3 separate regions of the Mus musculus genome follow, and regions 1 and 2 are each linked to region 3. A link is a contact called in public HiChIP or PLAC-seq and Micro-C data. All regions are on one chromosome and are shown on one strand. Each heading gives the region's core, a stretch centred on a gene start, on an enhancer-like site or on the middle of the called end of the contact. The rest is flanking DNA. Distances are from core to core; before and after follow the strand shown. Region 1 has its middle 55 kb from the start of Gm34628. Region 2 has its middle 67 kb from the start of Gm26144. Region 3 holds the start of Klf4 (Kruppel-like factor 4 (gut)).

The links. Hi-C and Micro-C count contacts between places; a contact is called where the count stands out from the background. HiChIP or PLAC-seq counts read pairs in DNA pulled down with a chosen protein or histone mark.
Region 1: a contact with region 3 is called in a FOXA1 HiChIP or PLAC-seq map of pancreatic cancer cells. The contact joins the enhancer-like site here to the promoter of Klf4 in region 3. A contact is called at or near these places in 3 of 39 promoter capture datasets (cranial neural crest, embryonic stem cells and maxillary cranial neural crest) and 9 of 115 datasets of contacts at active chromatin or transcription factors (the NIH/3T3 cell line, cardiomyocytes, embryonic basal ganglia and 6 more).
Region 2: a contact with region 3 is called in a Micro-C map of the HL-1 cell line, with 2.9 times the contacts expected there. The contact joins the enhancer-like site here to the promoter of Klf4 in region 3. A contact is called at or near these places in 10 of 39 promoter capture datasets (the 3T3-L1 cell line, 3T3-L1-derived adipocytes, cranial neural crest and 4 more), 11 of 484 Hi-C or Micro-C datasets (the HL-1 cell line, cerebral cortex, colorectal tumor organoids and 6 more), 8 of 115 datasets of contacts at active chromatin or transcription factors (the NIH/3T3 cell line, a colorectal cancer cell line, embryonic forebrain and 5 more) and 2 of 9 other capture datasets (adipose tissue and embryonic stem cells).

The regions. Positions count from the first base shown.
Region 1 is chr4:56,531,117-56,535,473 of GRCm38.p6, reverse strand. No RefSeq gene overlaps it. Among named protein-coding and RNA genes, the nearest start is that of Gm34628, 55 kb to the right of the region's middle. Within about 2 kb of position 2,128, at least 71 of the 459 cell types and tissues checked have an H3K27ac peak or open chromatin away from gene starts, as enhancers often do. A contact at or near this core is called in the NIH/3T3 cell line and pancreatic cancer cells, where this site is marked.
Region 2 is chr4:56,610,042-56,614,277 of GRCm38.p6, reverse strand. No RefSeq gene overlaps it. Among named protein-coding and RNA genes, the nearest start is that of Gm26144, 67 kb to the left of the region's middle. Within about 2 kb of position 1,782, at least 19 of the 459 cell types and tissues checked have an H3K27ac peak or open chromatin away from gene starts, as enhancers often do. A contact at or near this core is called in the HL-1 cell line and muscle stem cells, where this site is marked.
Region 3 is chr4:55,530,275-55,534,364 of GRCm38.p6, reverse strand. It overlaps Klf4 (Kruppel-like factor 4 (gut)), which reads left to right and starts at 1,890. Exons shown (of 5, transcript NM_010637.3): 1 at 1,890-2,498; 2 at 2,615-2,735; 3 at 3,382-4,090. The coding sequence starts at 2,494. Gm12506 (a long non-coding RNA gene) reads right to left here and starts at 1,655. Exons shown (of 5, transcript XR_390585.4): 1 at 1-1,655.

The DNA.
Region 1 (4,357 bases), core at 879-3,378, 1.0 Mb before region 3:
TGCAGAGAAACAAGCAGGAATAGTTGAACAGAGCCGGGCATGGTGGCGCATGCCTTTAATCCCAACACTAGGGAGGCAGAGACAGGCAGATTTCTGAGTTCGAGGCCAGCCTGGTCTACAAAGTGAGTTCCAGGACAGCCAGGGAAACACTGTCTCAAAAAAAAAAAAAAAAGAATGGGGAATTAAGGTCGTGGGTGCCTCTCCTGTACATTTCAGCAGGCTTGGGTGCGCTTTACATAACCGCTCTGAAGAAGATTTTCCACTTAAGAAGAGCATTTACCTTTGATGGACTATGGGAGCAGGGATCATGGGCTTCTACATGGTTTCTGGCATCAGAACAGACCACAAACAGAACATGCAGTGCGGCTATGGACCTGGATCAAGCCCTCCATTGCAGCTGGGGTCACGGACATTGGCATGGCTTCCAGCTGCATCATAAACCACAGACATCGGCCTCTCATTCAGTGGCAACACAGGCCACAGACATCAACACAGACCTGGACAAAGTAAGAAAACTAGAATCTTAAGGGGTTAAGACTGTGGTTTTCATCCTGTGGTCACAACCCCCACAGGGGGTCACATATCAGATATTTACATTAATGTTCATAACAGCAGCAGAATTACAGTTGTGAAGTTGCAATATGGTAATTTTATGGATGGGTCACCACAACATGAGGAACTGTATTAAAGGGTCACAGCATTAGGAAGGTTGAAGAACTACTGGATTAAGGGGTTATCTGTGGCATTTCTCAGGAAGAGGATTATGGAAAGAGAAGAGGCTCTAGGAAGAAAGTTCCAGAAAGCTTACACCCAGAGGTGGACAGAAGAAGAGGTATACGTTGTAGCATGGGGAGCTAGGAGAAAAGGCAGCTTCCTAGGTGCGGAGGAGACTAGAGTTGGATAATCCTGAGGGTGGATGAGAATTTTTCTGCATTTGCAAAGGTCACTAGTGACTTTTAGGGACCCACATCTCAGCCTCATGAGGAAGACATGAAGTCTTTTCAGAGCTCAAAGGTGAGTCACAGTTGAGAAACAGCCGTGGCTGTGGGGTCCACTGAGAAATATACAATGTTATCAGAAGGAGACAGTATCTCTTAGGGGCTGAGGGTATTTCTGGAGTGTTTGCAGTGGGGAGGATGTGAGTCAGGAGATGGATGAGGGAGAGTAGCTAGCTTGGGTGAAGCAATGTCTTCATCCATGGGCTCTTTGCTTTCCATGCAAGTGCTTTAGGGTGGGTTTCTTCATCCTTGTCTGACCCGTGAGTGTGAGTAACTCTACCTCTGAGAGTGCTAACTGAGGAGCCAGGCTTGTTTCTGACTGGTGAGCTAGTTGCTCCAATTCGGGAATCTGCACTCAGAGCTTAGAGCCACAGGGACATGGGTACTACTTAGCAATGATTGACCCTCTGAGTGAGAGAGGAGATAAACAGGTGTGTGCGTGCGTGCGTGCGTGCGTGCGTGCGTGTGTGTGTGTGTGTGTGTGTGTATATATATATATATATATATATATATATATATATATATAGAGAGAGAGAGAGATTGATTATCAAAGCAGCTTCAGGCCTCCTAGGTTTGATCTGGACCTGGGCATCAGGCCAGTGCAGCTTGTCAAACCAGGTTCTGTGGGACTGTGCCCAGGGCTGCTGAGAACACATAGCTCTGATCGGTGTGTACAGGCTTGTTTGACTTGAGCTGGGTTTTGCTTTCCATCAGAGGGACACCTGAACCTCCCCTGTAGGTAGTAACTCAGGCTCCGTCCCTATTGCTCTTGTTTGCTTTGGTTACTCAGTGCAGGAAGCCTCTGTCTCCGTGAATGGATCCTTTCTGAGTGCTGAGAGCATTCTTGGCAGAAGGAAGCGTTTCCACTTCTATGGTGGTGGCTACCCCTATGGAGGACCTGCTCTAGGTCTCACGTTCTGCCAGGGACTTTGTGTGCCTCTGACTCACAAGCACGCTGGCCAGGTGACTGCCACCACATGCGTGAGGACTCTGTGGCTGTGTGAGGGTCACTGAGCTGCCCAGGGTCATACAATCCTGGGGTTTTTGTTGTGTCTTCCTTCTCTTAGTTGCCTCTTACTCATCACCGTGACCCGACTCACCAACATGTGTCCATGTATCCAGTGCCAGACAGCCTGCACCTTGGCCCACATGCCCCATTATGGGGCCCCATGACTTAACCCTCTATTGTTTCTTTTAGAACAGAGGCTGTACATAAAAATAGCAATAAAACTCTTTACAATTCACCTCCCAGCCTTCGCTCTCTGCTCAGACCATCTGCTTCTTAGTGCCCTAGAGGGAATGATCGGAGGGTGAGTCTGACCACGTCACTTCGGAATTTCAAAGCTCTCGGTGGCTGGTCCGTAGCTGCTGGACAGAGGCCAGACCTCTTCCTTTGGCACACAGAGCATCCCTTCATGACTTGGCTCCTGCTCATTTCCCGAGCATCACCTTTCACAATTCCTGCCTCCAGACCACTTATGTTTCTGAGCATGACACTGAATAGCTTCCTATACTCCTTGGCCCTACTTTGCTTATGACGTTCCTGTGACCCGGCTTTCCCTTATCCATTTCCTTATTTGGTGAACTCTCAAAAGAGAACCTTTTCTGTTACATGATTTCCAAACTGCCCAGGTGGAATCAGTTCTGGAACATTCCTCATGGAATTTTCCTTGGTTATCTTTCTGACTTCCATAGAGTTCGTGGGCAGATCATCAAAGTCTATACACCTTGCTGTCCTGGAGGCCAGCTCTGGGCTCAGTGTGCAGCTGGCACCAGTCAATGGGCTTTTGGTGCAACTCTGCATTTCCAGAGATGCCATAGAGCTAGTTTAGTGACCTCAGAGGCTGGTGGGGGTCACTTAAGGTCATATTTTCACCACAATGTTCAGATTGGAACTAGCTGGAGAAGTTGGGTGAAGGGTCAAAGTCCATCTCAATTTGTAGCTGGACCAGGCTCACCTTACATACAAAGAAGAATAACACCCTTTTCTGTTTTCCTACCTCTAAAGGTGCCTGATGGGCTGGTGAGAAATTCTCACACAGGAATATTTTGTGGTCCTGCAAAGAAAGAGATCAGGTGCTTAATGATATAACTTTAATTAGGGACTCTCTTAATTTAGAATCAATTTCTGTTCTCATCACCATCCCCTTCCTTCCCCTACCAAAGGTGCCATGGCATTTGTACACGAAATCTACTAGTCTCTCTCTGTATTTCAAGTAGCTACTTCCTAAATTTGGATTAAATTGAAAAACTCTATCTTTATGGGATGGAAAATGTTGCCATGTCCTGTTTAGGGATAAGGGGACTCAGGTTTAATTACATTTTTGACAACCATATCCTGTGTGTGTGTATGCATACATGTATGATTTATTTAAACAAAGTCCCATTATATAGCCCCAGCTTTCTTCAAACTTGTTCTTCTCCTGCTTGAGCCTCCCCAGTGCAGGGATTAGAGGCACCATCTTCCATGCCTGAATTGTATCTTCTTTTAGAATAAAGCATCCTGCAGCTTTCCACAGACATCACTAATTATATACAAAGTCCATCAAATGTCGTTTTAAGACCCAGTGGATGCCATCACTCCATCACTCATATATCGTCATTATTACCACATCCAAGGGTGAGCAGGCTTCTTCTCCCCTCAGCTGTGTGCGGAGCCTGTGCACTTGCTGTTCTCACAGCCATGAGCTGTGGAATGGGGATTTGAAGGTTGCTCTTTGCTTAGTGTTAGCACTTATCACTCCGGCATGCCCAGTGCTGAGCTGATTTATTCCACAGATGCTCCACCTTCCCTCTTTGTGGGGTTTCTAATATTTTTCTTTAAACGTTAGAATTTTCAAAATGTAGGATTTTAACTCTGCTTTCGACTTAGGAAAAATATAGTCCTTGTTCAGTCATTCTGATTTCCAGTCTATGAAGAATAGAAAATGATCCTTGGGATGGTTCAGTCTCAAGTAAAGTGCTGACCTTTCAAACAAGACGTTCTGAGGTGAATGAACAGAGCCAATGTAAAAACCTGGGCATGTGGCTTGGTAGTGTGTGTGAGCAATCCCAGGGGCAGGCCAACAGAGACAGACACATCCCTTGGGCTCTCTGACAAACTGGTCTAGATTAATTGGTGAGTTCCAGGCCAATGAGAGACCCTGTCTTAAAGGAGGTGGCTGGTATTCTTAAAGAGTTTCTGTCCTCCATACACACATGCACACATTTGCATGAGTACTTGCACACATATGTATATACACATCCATATACACACACACAAGCATCAAGACAAAAAGAAAACAGAGCACATGATTAGAGTGAGTGAAACCTTCCAAAGGGGCACTGCTGTCATTGGCTCCACCATTATGCCTCTTGTT
Region 2 (4,236 bases), core at 533-3,032, 1.1 Mb before region 3:
ACTTATGCGTAAGCTGGTTGTCTGATCTGTTTGAAAACACTATAGATGAGCCACTTTCTTGGTCATTCTCCAATCACGAATTTCTGGCTCCACAAGGCTCAGGTGCCATGGATGTTGAAAAGAAGTCATGTCTCATGCCTTCCATGTTTATATCACAGCCATTGTCTGTGTCACCAGGATCCCTTGCTGCCTGTGGTGATGGCCAAGGTTCCTCTCCTCTTAGCTGTACCCACCAGAGCTGAGTTTCTTCACATGTCTTCACCAGGTGCTTGCCACAAGCTTTGTGATCTGTGCCATTTATTCCTGCAAGACACTCAATCTTTTCTACAGTCTTGGGAGGTGGGGGCAAAAGGGCTATGAATTCTTGATCTGAAAACCCCGATGAAGTGTTCTAAAACCCAAACCTTTGAATGCAGACATGATAAACCAAGTTGGAGATTCCACACCTGCTCACGAATGCCCATGAACACTGTATAAGATCACATGCAGACCATGTCTGCAAAGTATATGCACAGCAAAATGAACTTTATTTAATAATTGGTCCCGTCCCCAAGACATCTCAGTATATATGCAAATATTCCTAAACATGGAAAAGTCCAAACTCCTGAATACTTCTGGTCCCAGATATTTCAGACAGGGATTGCAGTCTATAGTACTGTTATCCATTCAGCCATGATCCAACTAGCCTAACTTCAGACAGTTAATAAGAGCCTGAGCAGGGTCTCATGTCAAAGTCTGTTTGGCTTCAAATGAAGACTCCTACCTTCTCTTCCCCTGGCACTTTTCTTAAAAACATTGGGGTATGGGACATGATGCTTTGACATACATATACACTGTGAGTTGACTCCTATACTCAAGCTATGTAACACATCTATCTCTAACCATTTATTTTTGAGGTTCAACCTCCAAAATCCTACTTTTTTAAAAAAAAGCAAATTTCCAGTGTAGAAAACTATCACTGTCATATTGCTCGATGTTAGAGCCCTATATTCACCCATCTTGCATTCATGCAACATTGACTTTTGACTAACATGTGACTCCATTTTCCACTTGTGTGATCACTATCATCCTCTCTGTGTCTGCATATCTGTATTTGATTTCATAAGTTCCTCATGTAAGCAGGATCATGTGGCATTTCTGTTTCTGTGTCTGGCATATTTTATTTCTGTTTAGAGTATGGACACATATCCAGGGATCTGAAAGCATTGATTCAGTGAGAGAGAGAGAGAGAGAGAGAAAGGCACACACAGAGAAGGACAGAGATAGAGTTTTCTAGGAGGGAATCCTTGTTCAGATTCACAAACGTTCCTGACCTCAAAGGCTAAAGGGTGTCTGACTTAAGCAAGCAGTGGACTGATCATGATCTGACCTCCAAGGAACTTTCTGCTTTTATTTCCTGGTACTTCCTCTTGTTCAGAATACCTAATGAATTTCTGGAAGGTTCCCTGCCCTCTCATAAGTCCAGACCTATTTCCAGAGCCCCAAGTCACCTTGCGAGGAGAAGCCTGAGCCTTTAGTGGCGTCATGGCTTCCCAAAGAATTGCTTCTGCTGTGTGGTTCCTACCCTGGGTAGCAACAGGTAGGTAGCTGAGCTGGGGTGCTCATCTTCCCCCGTTCCTCTTCCCTTCATGCACAGGCTATGAGCCCCTAAATTATTTATCTGTGCTTTGTCTAAGAGGCTTTTGAAAACCAAGGGCAAGAGTCAGTCTTGCTCGGGCACTGTCACAGGCAAGCTGCCAGTTGAGCTGACATCAGCTTCTGGCTTCTGGGGTATCAGCTGTCGTTGCCTCCTGGGATATTCTTTTGGGACACAAGCGGAAAAGCTTGTTCATCAGGAGGTGCTCACTGGTGTCTCACATGTGAAGCCCTTCCAAGCCTTCCTCCTCTTCCTGCTCCTCCCCCTCTCTCTTCCTCCATTCCCCTCTTCCTCCTCTTAATTCTCCTTCTCCTGTTCCAGGTCCTCCTCTATTCCTCCTCCTCTTCCCTGCATTGTTGTTCTTGAGTCTCCTACTCTTTCTCTTCCTCTCTCCTCTTATTCTCCCCCCCCCCCTTACTCCTCCTTTTCTTAGGGCCTTCCTATAGCCCCTGAGTGTCCTCACTTTCATTTTATCTCCAAACTCCCTCTTCCACAAACGGTGTTTTTAAATGCAAGTCACCAAACAAAATACAAACGCTATAGACAGACTCAGCAGGGGTTTAATTCCTTGAAAGTTGAAATGTGACCTGAAACCCTCATTTCGATGTTGCTCTTGGGTAACGTGCTTTCAGCATGCAGAATGCTTTTTCATGCTTTAGGCTTTTCCTTCCCAAGTAAGCACATAGTCTGGCTAAAGTCCAGCCAGTGTCTAAACCAGGCCAAACCTGCCCCTTTCAGGCTGTCCTGGGGTTTCCAGTTGAGAAAACTCTGGGTTGCTTATTGCTAATATCATCTGGGCAATGTTCCTGGGGAGGGGCTAGCACTACCCTGTATGTCCCCAAGCCCCAGACAGAAGCTCTTGTCCTTCCATTGCAATTTCTCCTGCCCTCCTCCAACCCATAGGGCAGGACTTCCGGAGAGAGGCAACTTCCTTGAGGGAAACTGGGAAGTCACCTAGGCTTCTGCTTGTAGATGTTCTGCTGACATGGGCTGTGGACAGACAAGGACCCTTTCCCCAGGCCAGGGTTGTCTCAGACATTCTACGGTCTCTAAGAGCACTGGGTAAGCTATCAGGCTATTTGGGGTTTAACCCTTCTTGCCTTCATTCAGCAACTACTGAGTAAGCCACAGGTGCCAGGCTGAGCCTTGGAAAGCCTGGTCTCAAGGAGCTCCGGATTTTGGTTGGGAAAAATGGCAATGTAAATAAACAAGTGGGCAAAGTGTGCTAGGGTGGTCTAAGGGACTGTGAAAATGTAGGGTGACGTCACGCAATCCTCACTCCGTTTCTGTTGTTTTGTCACCCAGAGTAATCCCAAGGTTTACTAAATGCTGTGCAGGGTTGTGGGACTCTATACTCTCCTACTTGCCAGGAATAAGGATATGTTTAAAACTCCTTTGTGGGTTTATGTTCAAAAGTGGTCACCAAATCCCATGTCTGCATGGACAAAAACCAGTGCCACTTTTATTCAGTCCTGTATGCCTGTCATCTGGTGGCAAAGCTATTAGGGAGTAGATGCTCAATAAATATTTGTTGAATGAGTTAATGGAATGGATGGTTAAAGAGAAGACCACCTTTGGTAGTGTTTTCTAAACTTGAGCCTCAGAATCAGGTGATGTAATTATTATAACATAGGTGCCGTGTTCAAAGATGGATGCTGTTCTGGGGTAGGGGAAAAGGTTTGTATTTTTAGATCTTTCCACAGAAGATCCCCCTGGGTTGAGACCCACACTCTGAGCAATGCTTGGGTCTTCTCTACCAGAGATGGATTAAAAATACTCCTTGAAGTTGTTCCTAAAGGACCACTATGGGGTTTGGTCCTCCCCATTGTCTTAGCAGGGGTCAGGTCCTACACATGAAACAGGCCCAAGTTACTGGGGCCTCCTGAGGGTTCACGGTGACACAGCCATAATGCAGGTGACTTCATTTAACTAGAGGGAATTATGAACATGAGAGCAGTGAGTACACTCCCTATGTGAAATTCAGGGAAGTTAAAATAGCTTGCTCCATGTGAGAAAAAAACCCGTTTGTCTGTTGCGAGGATCATTGTCCCTTCTTAGGCAACTGGCATCTTCAAGGAAAAGGACAAACTGTGGCACTTGGGTTTTTCTTTTTGCTTACTCATTCGTATTGCTTATTCATGCTGAGTAAGTTTTAATTGTCTCTGACATTGAGCAAGGAGCCCCACGCTAGAGACCTGGGTGTGCTAACCTCTCACCACACTGCTGTGGATAACGTGACTGCTGGCATGCTTTGTCCTGGCCTGTCATGTGCTTCTGAGTGAAGAGATTTGATTCAGGCTGTGTGAAGCTCATCAGCTTCTTCCTTCTCTACAAGTATGCTACGGCTGAAGTCCCAGCCCATATTGCCTTGCAAGGTCAGGGTTAGGGGCACCACTGTAGTAGCCTCTGTTGCTAAAAATGCCTACCGTTTGCTTGATGAATTAATCAGCGTGATGAGGTTGGAAGAGGGTTGACATCATTGAGGACACTGTTTGAGTGCTCTGACTGTATGATCTGGGCTGGGTCAGGTGCTGACCTCTGAGAGCCATTGCGTTTCTTCCAGGTGTTGCAGACAGCAGACATTACTAACCTGTTGGTTG
Region 3 (4,090 bases), core at 641-3,140:
CAAGCCAGAATTTTTTTCTTTCTTTCTTGACACCACAATGGGGGCGAAGGGGTGGGAACAGGTGTTCTTTTTGTTGTTCCTTTGTTTGAACGAGTAATATTTTCAGAGTTAAACTGGCCTAGTTCCAAGGGAATGGGGATGAACCCCTCGAGGTCACGTGAAGGGGGAGCGCCACTTTCCAGGCGAAGTCGGGCTCTTCCCCACCCCTTAGCGCGCCTAGTCCTCTGCCAAAACCAAGAGAAAGGATGAAAAGTCCTTCCTCAAAGGCTCCCAGCTCGAGCCCTGCCTTTGACAGACTGACTGGGCAGCCCCACTTCATTGGGAAGAGATGCATTCCAAGAGCGCTTCTGTGGTCGGCCAGAAGTGGAAAATTCAGGATGACAAATATTCCGAAGAAAACTAATATAGGTCCCAAGGATTCCGGGACTCAAACAGGTGAAACGACAGAGGACGTGGCACCGACGCCCCGAGAGGAGCGAGTGCACACGCTGCCTATGCTGGAGCATCGACCCCCTTTCCCGAGTGCCTTTCTTCAGTCCCCGCCCTCAGCTGTCTCCGCCAGGGTTCAACCATGAGGGCGGCGGAGCCCAACTCTGCTCCCCAATCCAAAATAAACACCTAGCCTTAAAAAAAAAAAAAAAGTAAACCTAGTTTAGCGAGTTATACTGAACACCACACTCACGGTTTTTGTTTTGTTTTAAGTACTTGGTAGAGATGAGGGCGAAAACCTTTCCCGGCTGGAAAATTACTGAGGGTAGTGGGGAATGGGAAAAGGAGTAATAAGACTAAAACAAAGACTGCCTTTTCCCCTCCCGGTAGGCAAGGGCCTGAGGTGCCACTTTGGAGCACTAGGGTCCCATTGCAGCGCTCCTCTTCCCAGCGCAGGATCACCTCCCAGTGAAGTCCCTTTGAGTGGGTTGGCTAGCTCAGAACCTAAGTTGATGGGAGCGAGTTGTCCTATGACCTTTACCTCGCCGCTTCACCTCTTTATGACTCACTTCTCATCTTCAAAATGAAGAGTGCGAGTGCGTAGCTTGTAAAGAGCTTTGAGATCCCTGGTGAAAGGTATCTCCGCGCCTCGGTCCCTCTCCGCGTTCCCACTCCCCCACCCCCAATGTAAATCTGGAACGCCTTCCTTGTTCCTTCCATTATCAAGATGACTACGTGCCCAATCCCGGCCGCTCTCTTTCATAGCAGGCGCGGAACCCCTTCTCCTAGCTTCTGAGATTCCTAGCGCCCCCCCCCAATCACCCGGCCCTCACCCCCACCCTACGGGAGGCCCCACTGGCACCCGCGCCAGGCCAGGCCCTGCGCCGACACGGCCCGGCGTCTGCGTGCGTATGCGAGAGAGGGCGGGCTGGATGAGTCACGCGGATAATCGCGCTCTCGAGTGCGCAGACGACAGGACAAGCGCGTACGCGAGCAGGGGTAGGGGCGCGCCGCCTCTTCCCCCCCACACACACACACCCCCAACCTCCTGTCCCCCGCCAGGGTTCCCGTGGCAGGACTTTCGAGCCCAGGGAACCGACCGTGGCCGCCCAGAGGACCCCGAGTAGCGCGGCCACGGGAGCCACGCCGTACTCCCAGCGCCGGAGCCGCCGTCGCCGCCACCGCCGCCGGCGTCAGCACGGCTCCAGCCCGCCAGCTGCCTGGCTGGCGTCACGGCCTGGCCCCGCCCCGCCCGCGCCCCTCCCTCGCCCCCGCCCCCACGTGCGCGGAGTTTGTTTATTTAGCTACCATGGCAACGCGCAGTGGGGGCTGCGGGAAGGCGGGGAGAAGAAAGGCAGGGGGCGGGGCCTGGCGGCGGAGCCCCGCGCGCCGCCACAGGGAGGAGGCGGGGAGCAAGCGAGCGAGAAGTTATAAGTAAGAAGCGCGCGGCGGCCGCCGGCAGTTCCCCGGCCAAGAGAGCGAGCGCGGCTCCGGGCGCGCGGGGAGCAGAGGCGGTGGCGGGCGGCGGCGGCACCCGGAGCCGCCGAGTGCCCCTCCCCGCCCCTCCAGCCCCCCACCCAGCAACCCGCCCGTGACCCGCGCCCATGGCCGCGCGCACCCGGCACAGTCCCCAGGACTCCGCACCCCGCGCCACCGCCCAGCTCGCAGTTCCGCGCCACCGCGGCCATTCTCACCTGGCGGCGCCGCCCGCCCACCGCCCGGACCACAGCCCCCGCGCCGCCGACAGCCACAGTGGCCGCGACAACGGTGGGGGACACTGCTGAGTCCAAGAGCGTGCAGCCTGGCCATCGGACCTACTTATCTGCCTTGCTGATTGTCTATTTTTATAAGAGTTTACAACTTTTCTAAGAATTTTTGTATACAAAGGAACTTTTTTAAAGACATCGCCGGTTTATATTGAATCCAAAGAAGAAGGATCTCGGGCAATCTGGGGGTTTTGGTTTGAGGTTTTGTTTCTAAAGTTTTTAATCTTCGTTGACTTTGGGGCTCAGGTACCCCTCTCTCTTCTTCGGACTCCGGAGGACCTTCTGGGCCCCCACATTAATGAGGTAGGTGAGATGTTGGACTTGGGAACAGAAAGGGGTGAGGATTGGAGGGAAGCTTCGGAGCAGTGGCCAGGGTGTCCCCTGACTCCTGGTCCCTGTGCGCCCCGCCCGGCCCGCAGGCAGCCACCTGGCGAGTCTGACATGGCTGTCAGCGACGCTCTGCTCCCGTCCTTCTCCACGTTCGCGTCCGGCCCGGCGGGAAGGGAGAAGACACTGCGTCCAGCAGGTGCCCCGACTAACGTGAGTGTCGCGCTAGTGCCCTGTAGATTTCTGCAGATGGGGTGGGGTGTATGGGCGGAATCCGGGGGTCACCAAGAGTCCTTGGTTAGGACAAGGATTGCCCTCCATTGGAACTCTACAGCCTTCCGAGGTGGCTCCTCGGCCCTTGAGTCGGCCTTAAGTGCGTGTGGTCCCGGCACTGCGGTACCGCCAGGGGCGCACAGCGGTTCCCCACTAGTCTTCGGGCGTCCGGACCGTGGGGTGGGCGCACTCAGTCCACTATATTTTAGGTGGACAAGTCTCGAGACCCTTTGGGCCGGAGTGATCGTAGCGCGTGGGCGACCCGGTGGCTATGGTGCATGGGGAGAAAGCCACCGTGTCCCAGTGTCCCAATTCCGTGGGCGGCTGGAGCGTCCCGCGGATCTGGCGGGGAAGAGGACTGGGCTGGTGGAGCGACGGCACTAGCTTGCAGGAGAACGAACGCGCCACCTCTTACCTTGGTGTTAGCTGAGATTGCAGTGTGGCCCCTGGAGTCCCCGAGGCTGCCTTCCTGTTCTGTCCAGTTCCTATAGCAGGGTGTTGGTGTGCTTCACCCAACAAGTCAATATTAGGGGTGGCAACAGGGTGCTACAATTAACAGTTTCTCTCTCCCTCCCTGTTCTTGCAGCGTTGGCGTGAGGAACTCTCTCACATGAAGCGACTTCCCCCACTTCCCGGCCGCCCCTACGACCTGGCGGCGACGGTGGCCACAGACCTGGAGAGTGGCGGAGCTGGTGCAGCTTGCAGCAGTAACAACCCGGCCCTCCTAGCCCGGAGGGAGACCGAGGAGTTCAACGACCTCCTGGACCTAGACTTTATCCTTTCCAACTCGCTAACCCACCAGGAATCGGTGGCCGCCACCGTGACCACCTCGGCGTCAGCTTCATCCTCGTCTTCCCCGGCGAGCAGCGGCCCTGCCAGCGCGCCCTCCACCTGCAGCTTCAGCTATCCGATCCGGGCCGGGGGTGACCCGGGCGTGGCTGCCAGCAACACAGGTGGAGGGCTCCTCTACAGCCGAGAATCTGCGCCACCTCCCACGGCCCCCTTCAACCTGGCGGACATCAATGACGTGAGCCCCTCGGGCGGCTTCGTGGCTGAGCTCCTGCGGCCGGAGTTGGACCCAGTATACATTCCGCCACAGCAGCCTCAGCCGCCAGGTGGCGGGCTGATGGGCAAGTTTGTGCTGAAGGCGTCTCTGACCACCCCTGGCAGCGAGTACAGCAGCCCTTCGGTCATCAGTGTTAGCAAAGGAAGCCCAGACGGCAGCCACCCCGTGGTAGTGGCGCCCTACAGCGGTGGCCCGCCGCGCATGTGCCCCAAGATTAAGCAAGAGGCGG